Linked DNA regions of Mus musculus: region 1 is linked to region 2. A link is a contact called in public Hi-C data. All regions are on one chromosome and are shown on one strand. The core of a region is the stretch at or near the end of the contact, and the rest is flanking DNA. Distances in the headings are between cores, read along the strand shown.

Region 1 (3,315 bases), core at 47-2,546, 150 kb before region 2:
TTCACAGAGAGAACACGGTAGAGGCTACAGACCTAAGAGAAGGATGGACGTCAAATTGTCATAGGTCTAGGTCAGCTACCTACAGATATTGAACTGCAGAAGGAAAGTGTGTCCTCCAGGCTGAGCCCAAACCAAGCCAGCAGGGAGCCGATGAGCTGATGCCAAGCAGAGGAGAAGGCTGGAAAGAGTCTGTTGTAGCAGACCCAGGCACAGAGTCAAATACTGGGGATTGTTCTGTGCTGTGGTGGACCTGCTGGGAGTATTAAAATTTATGCAAAATACTAAATACAATGTGAAGGTACCCATTACTGAAGATCAAATTTTTATCCTAATATAGTTTTGTACACAAACAACAAGCTTAAATTTCCATTGAGCTTTTTTTCCTGCTCAGTGTCTTTCCATCCTAAGCTTTCATTTAAAAAAATCCTTTGTATCCGCTCAGCCTTGCCGGCTGTGGTTTCCAGCGGGCGCAATGCAAAGACTTAATAAATAACCATTATGGAACTAATTGTTTCGTTCAGCATGCATGAGAAATTCATCAATTCGAATTTAATTTGAGGAGTGTAATGAATTCAAGAGCTCATTCCCAGCACCGTTGTGTAGATAAGATTAAAAAGTGATAGTCTATAAATGTGATGTTTTAAGGGTATATTGTACTGTTGGTTAGAAAATGTCCCCGAAACAACTTGACCCTGATAAGAAATTTCCAGAGATTGCTTTTTTTTTTTTTTTTAAAAAGGTCATACTTGCAGAAGAAATTTAGAAACGGGGTCTTTGCTCTAAGATTAGTACATGGGGGTGGGGGGAGTGATGGCAGTAGGTATTTGACCAGGGGCTCAGAAACCCCAGCGGTGTTTGCAATTCCATTCAGAGGTCTTATCTTCAATCACAGGCTGCTTAGTTCTCATGAGTTGTATTTGTAAAGCTCGTGGCTCATCTACTCAGCAAGATGGATGATAAGATTATTTTTGCCTTCTTGGCTATGTGATGCTGGACTCTGATCCAATGAAGTACTCTGCTATGGCAAAATGCCTTCCCTTTGCCAATGCAGAAGGAAAAAAAAATCCTATTAAATGGCAAGTTATAAAAATCTCGGAATGGCTCCCAGCTGAAATACTGTTTGTATTCTCCTAGATAGAGTCTCCCTTTGAAGTCATTGCTATTTCAAAGGAGATTGTAGGCACTTAAAAAAAAAATCTAGGTCATTCCTCACAAATTCCAGAAAGGAAACTGTGATAGACAAAGGCCCGAGGACCCATCTGGAGCTGTGTGGGAACTGATGAGGTTGTAAATAAAACCAGCGGGGAGTCTGGTGCAGCCTTGCAAGCACTCTGACCTCAGAGCCAAGAGGACCACGCGCTCAGAGCTGGGCGTGCAGAAATACAGCTGAGCAGGTGATGTCCCTGTGAGTCCCTAATGAGAATGCCAATTGTACTCATGTAACAATGGGGATCTGGTGGGTGATGAGGGACGGACCGACAATTGACCATTCTTAGCATTCTTTTTTTGTTTTTTTGTTTTTTGTTTTTTTTTTAAGACTGACTAGTTTTTAGGACAAAAGATTGTTGATAATACACCGGTTGGTAAATTATTTAAGTGGCAGGAAGTGCCTAGCTTTCTGATATTGTACATGCATATGTGCACCAAATTGGAGGCTGTGTGTATGTGTGTTCAATCGTGTACTCGTGTGTGTAAAGTGCACCTGCACATGTGTACATGCCTGTATGTGTAGAACCCAGAGGGTAACATTGGCTGTGTTCCTGGTTTGTCCTTCATGTTACTTTTTTGGGCACGCACTCTCACTGACCCTGGGGCTCACAAATTCCTCTAAACAGTCTGCCCAGCAGGTTTCAAGGACCCTCCTGATCTCTGCGATCTCTGCGCGTGCTGGGATTGCAGGTGAGGGCTGAGAGCTGGGGTTAAAAGTCTGCTAGGGATCTGAGCTCAGGTTCTGGCACAGTCTTTACTTAGGTATGTTTTCATCCGTTCTTCTTTGGTCCTTTTACTTTCCTCTGCTCTTTCTATTTCTTGTTTCTTTTCTTTTTTTGTGACAGGGACTCATGTAGCCCAGGCTGGCCTTGAACTTAATACATAGCTGAAAATGTAGAACTTCCCCTCCTCCTGCCTCCATCTCCCAGGTGCTCAGATTGCAGGCAAGGATTATGTATATATCTGGTTTATGTGCGACTGGGGAAAATGTGCAGCCAGCACTCTGCCAAGTGCTGCATCACAAGCCTCCACTCTTTCATATATTTTAAGAACTTTATAGTAAGTATGATGGTGGTGAGCACAGGATATCAGGTAGAAATATAGAGAGACGCTGGGGCTGTGTCTAGTTTTTACCTTTACTGTGACGATTTGAGTGGCAGGAAGTGCTTAGCTTTTTGTGTGGCCTTGAAAGAACCGCTTCACCCTCCGTGTCTCTGTTTGTTGGTAGAAGCAGTTTATGGGAAAACAGAAGCAAAATGCTATCACACTCTAATTAACAATGGATTTTTAATGTTATAGGGCCACACACTTCAAAGGAGATACTATACCAAAAAAAAAAAAAAAAAAAGTCTCGAGTGTTGTATTGTTGACTTTTGTTGCCTGGTGCTTTAGTGCTTTTTGGTGATTGTGGAAGAGTGTGATGAACTCATTCCTACTACTTAAACGTGTCTTTCTATTGGCCAGAGAAATGGTTGTCCGTATGCACCTCTAGATGATAATCCAGCCAGCTACAACAAATGGTCTAGAGATGGCATTTCTTCAGTCTGTGCAGGGAGAATTCTGATGAGATGGGCCATAGGTTTACTTGGTCCCACATGCTTCTTAGAGAAGAACCAGATACCATTAGCAAAAGAAAGAAGGGATACAGGTGTTCAAAGTCAGGAGACACCACACAAAACCCTTGATAGCTAACAGATGTGCAAGGTGAACCCTCCTGCTCCAGATGGGAAAGGGCTTCTGGTCCAGTGCTCATATCTCGGCATCTTTTGTCACAGGGCAGTTTTGTTTCTTGACATACTTCCCCATGGCTCCTGTCACCTTAGTTACATGGCCTTCCTCCTGCCTCACAGATCTCTTCTCCTCATTCTTTTTTGTTGACTCTTCTGTTTCAATGTGGAGTGTTTTCTGCCCTGAGTTTTTATCTTTTCCTTATGAACCTGCTGAAATGAGTGATCCAGGCAGTCTTAATCCCCACATTACAAAGTAATAGTAACAGCTATGGTTACTATTACCATGGTAATAGGAACAGCAAACAATCTAATGTTAGGACCAAGTTCTATTCTTAGTATGGAATGAGTTAACATGTCACAGCTACATGACATGGGC
Region 2 (3,349 bases), core at 611-3,110:
TGCAGCCTTGGGGGGATGGTAGGTGGTGGGACCCTCTAGAAAATACCAGAGACACAGTGGGTAAGAGACTCTCAGGACTCAATGGGCATGGCCTTATCCAAAGTGCCCAATGATGGAGAGAGGGAACTCAAAGAGCCCAACTCTAGTAGATAGACAGGGCCTCAAGTAGAGGAATGGCGCTATCAACCAACAGTCAAAATTTCTGATCCAGAATTGCTCCTGTCTAAAAGAACACAGGCAGGGACAAAAATGGAGAAGAGACTGAAGAAAAGGCTGTTCAGTGGCAGGCCCAACTTGGGGTCCATCTCATGAGGGACACTAAGGCCTGACACTATTACTGAAGCTATGATGTGCTTACAGACAGGAACCTAGTGTGGCTGTCGTCTGAGAGGCCCTACCACCAGCTGACTGAGAAAGATGCAGATACTTACACCCAATCATGGAACTGAAGTCGGGGACCACATGGTTGAATTAGGAGAAGGGTTAAAGAAGCTGAAGGGGAGGGTGACCCCATAGGAACACCAGCAATCTCAACCATCCCAGACCCCAGGGAGCTTCCAGAGACTGAACTACCAACCAGGAACATACACAAGCTGGTCAGAGGCCCCTGGCACATATATAGCAGAGGACTGCCTGGTCTGGCCTCAGTGGGAGAAGAGAGACTTGTGGCGCCAGGGAAGGGAGAGGCTTGGTGGGAGAGAAAGTAACTTCTCAGAGGCAAGGGAGAGGAGGAATGAGATGAGGAACTGTGTAAGGGGGACTAGGAGGGGAGGCAATGACTGGAGTGTAAATAAATAAAAAATTAGAACACACACACAGAGAGTAAGGCAGCATTCATTGTGGCCCACATTTTGCAGCCATGTAGTCCATCACGGCAAGCTGTCAGGGATATGAAGTGGCTGTCACATTCCACACAGTCAGGAAGCAGAGAAGGATGAGGGCTCAGTACATTTTCTCCCCATCCCTGTTGATTCAGTGAGGATATCAGCACGATGCCACCCACGTTCAGGGTGAGCCTTCCCTCTTCAGTAAAACCTGTAAACCAGTATAAAAAAAAAAAATAGACCATCTGAGACAGCCCTGAGGTGGGTGTCACAGCAGATTCTAGACGTAGCAAGTTGACTGTGGATATGAACCATCACAACCCGACAACTCGTCATTGTCTTGCCCGTCCACAGCAGATCGCCTTCATCCACCTGCCACAGAAGTCATCTTCCGTCCCGAGACCCTCTCTGCACAGCAGCCTGAGAAACTCTGCTAAGCACAACCCTGCTGCTTGTCCTGAACAGATGACAGCTCTCTCCTCCCACGCACCATTGCCTTCTTTTGTCTGCTGCTCCATTTGTATTGATTCTCAACTCCCTGTCCCCACCTTTGTACAGCATCCCTTTCAGTTCAGTGTCCTCAAATCACTAATTTGTGCTTTTATTTGGTCTGGACCCGACCAAGGCAAAAATAGATAAATTACCCATGCCATCCTACTATAACCTGGATGTGGATGGGGATAGCTTTAAATCAAGACTTGGTGCTCAGTGGAACATGTAGTCACTGTCCTAAGAGATGGAAATGATTGAGCTAGTAATTACCGTCTCTGATGGTATCAGAACAGTTCGTTCTGTTGTGGTTTTTGGATCTTTGCAGGTTCCAAGTGTGAACTAAATTAGCAACATACAGAAGAACCTTGTGCAGTGCTTGGGGCCCTATAAGGTTCAGTAATATTTGTTTTGTTTAAAAGGAAAAACGAAAGGGTCAGAAGGGGGTTTCTGAAGCAGAGATTTTTTGCTACTGCAGTAGTTCTCAAGCCCGCTGTGCTCTGCAAACCCAATATTACCTCCAATCTGCTATATTGTGATGGAAATTGCACAGCAGAAGGCAGATCTGGACGGCAAAGATATGGGAAATTATTTAACACAGCAAGAGGAGCCCCTGTCGACGGTAGCATCCCTCCTGGTTGTGTCAGCAATCTTTCTCATCAGGAACGCTTTCTACAAGCTTTGCAAAGGCTCAAGGCTGAGTTAGGCACAAAGGTTAGCAGAGGTGTGCTTGCCCAGTGCTCACAAGGCCTGGATTGGATCCCAGAGGACAGTATCGTGGTGTCCAGAGAGAGAGTGAATAGGAAGTGGGGACTTGACTTGTGAATCAGCACAGTACGGAAACAAAGGTGACCAGTCCTGCACTTGATGAAGCTCCTGCTTTTGGCACCTTGTAGATGAAGCAGAATTTTCTGCAGAATTTTAAGTTCAGAGGACTACAAACTGGTTTATCAGCTCTATTTAGGAAGCTCTGAGAAAGGAGATAGTTAAAAAATAATGACTGTGAGTTGTTCCTTGCTGTTTAGAATTCTGCTTTTAATTAACAAAGAATACACTATAAAATCTGTTCTGGGAAGCTGGAGAGATGGCTCAGCGGGTAAGAGCACTGACTGCTCTTCTGAAGGTCCTGAGTTCAAATCCCAGCAACCACATGGTGGCGTACAACCATCTCTAACAAGATCTGACTCCCTCTTCTGGAGTGTCTGAAGACAGCTATAGTGTACTTACATATAATTAATAAATAAATAAATAAATAAATAAATAAATCTTAAAAAAAAAAAAGATCCGTTCTGAGAAAATAATATTATTGAATTTGGCCGGGCGGTGGTGGTGCATGCCTTTAATCTCAGCACTTGGGAGGCAGAGGCAGGCGGATTTCTGAGTTCAAGGCCATATATATATATATATATATATATATATATATATACATATATATAATTGGATTTGATTGCTTGCAGAAGTGTTAAAGACACATAGTTTCAAAATGGACAGAAAATAGTTTTTCTGTAGTCAAATTCATATTTTCCAAACAGTCATAATATGTAGTTTGAGAGCAGCCTTAAGATTTATTTATGTATTTTACGTATATGGGTACTTTGTATGTACATCTGCACACCAGAAGATAGTGTCAGACAGTTAAGTGCTGACTTGTGGATTCCCAGAGTTGAACTCAAGACCTTTGGAGGAGCAATTTGTGCTCTTAACCACTGAGCCATCTCTCCAGACCCCCAAATACACCTTAAATACAGGGTTGCTCTATTAGGACTCTGTGTGGTCCACTTTTCTGAACAGTATTGTTAGCTAAATGTATGGAACCTCTAATGATCACATAAAAATAAATCAAACAAACAAAAAAACAAAAAGAGGTGGAGATTCTCTGGATAGCTTATTAAAAACTGCTTCTGCAGCTACAGAGCACTGGCTGCTCCTTCAGAGGATGATTCCCGGTGCTTTCATTCAGCTTACAACTGTAGCTCCAGTTCCAGAGGCTCCAATGCTCTCTTCTGGCCTTCAAGGGCACTAGGCATGCAAGCGGT

Evidence for each region. A called contact is a pair of places that touch in the nucleus more often than the background predicts.
Region 1: a Hi-C map of cerebellar granule neurons shows a contact between it and region 2, with 1.7 times the contacts expected there. The contact joins two enhancer-like sites. A contact is called at or near these places in 12 of 484 Hi-C or Micro-C datasets (the C2C12 cell line, the G1E-ER4 cell line, the HPC-7 cell line and 6 more), 6 of 115 datasets of contacts at active chromatin or transcription factors (DN3 thymocytes, the HPC-7 cell line, the SCID.adh cell line and 3 more) and 1 of 9 other capture datasets (embryonic stem cells).

The regions. Positions count from the first base shown.
Region 1 is chr10:25,109,827-25,113,141 of GRCm38.p6, reverse strand. The region is part of intron 1 of Gm51762 (a long non-coding RNA gene); the gene reads right to left. Among named protein-coding and RNA genes, the nearest start is that of Gm51762, 24 kb to the right of the region's middle. Within about 2 kb of position 1,296, at least 54 of the 459 cell types and tissues checked have an H3K27ac peak or open chromatin away from gene starts, as enhancers often do. A contact at or near this core is called in the SCID.adh cell line and cerebellar granule neurons, where this site is marked.
Region 2 is chr10:24,963,987-24,967,335 of GRCm38.p6, reverse strand. No RefSeq gene overlaps it. Among named protein-coding and RNA genes, the nearest start is that of Gm36228, 5.7 kb to the right of the region's middle. Within about 2 kb of position 1,860, at least 11 of the 459 cell types and tissues checked have an H3K27ac peak or open chromatin away from gene starts, as enhancers often do. A contact at or near this core is called in the SCID.adh cell line and cerebellar granule neurons, where this site is marked.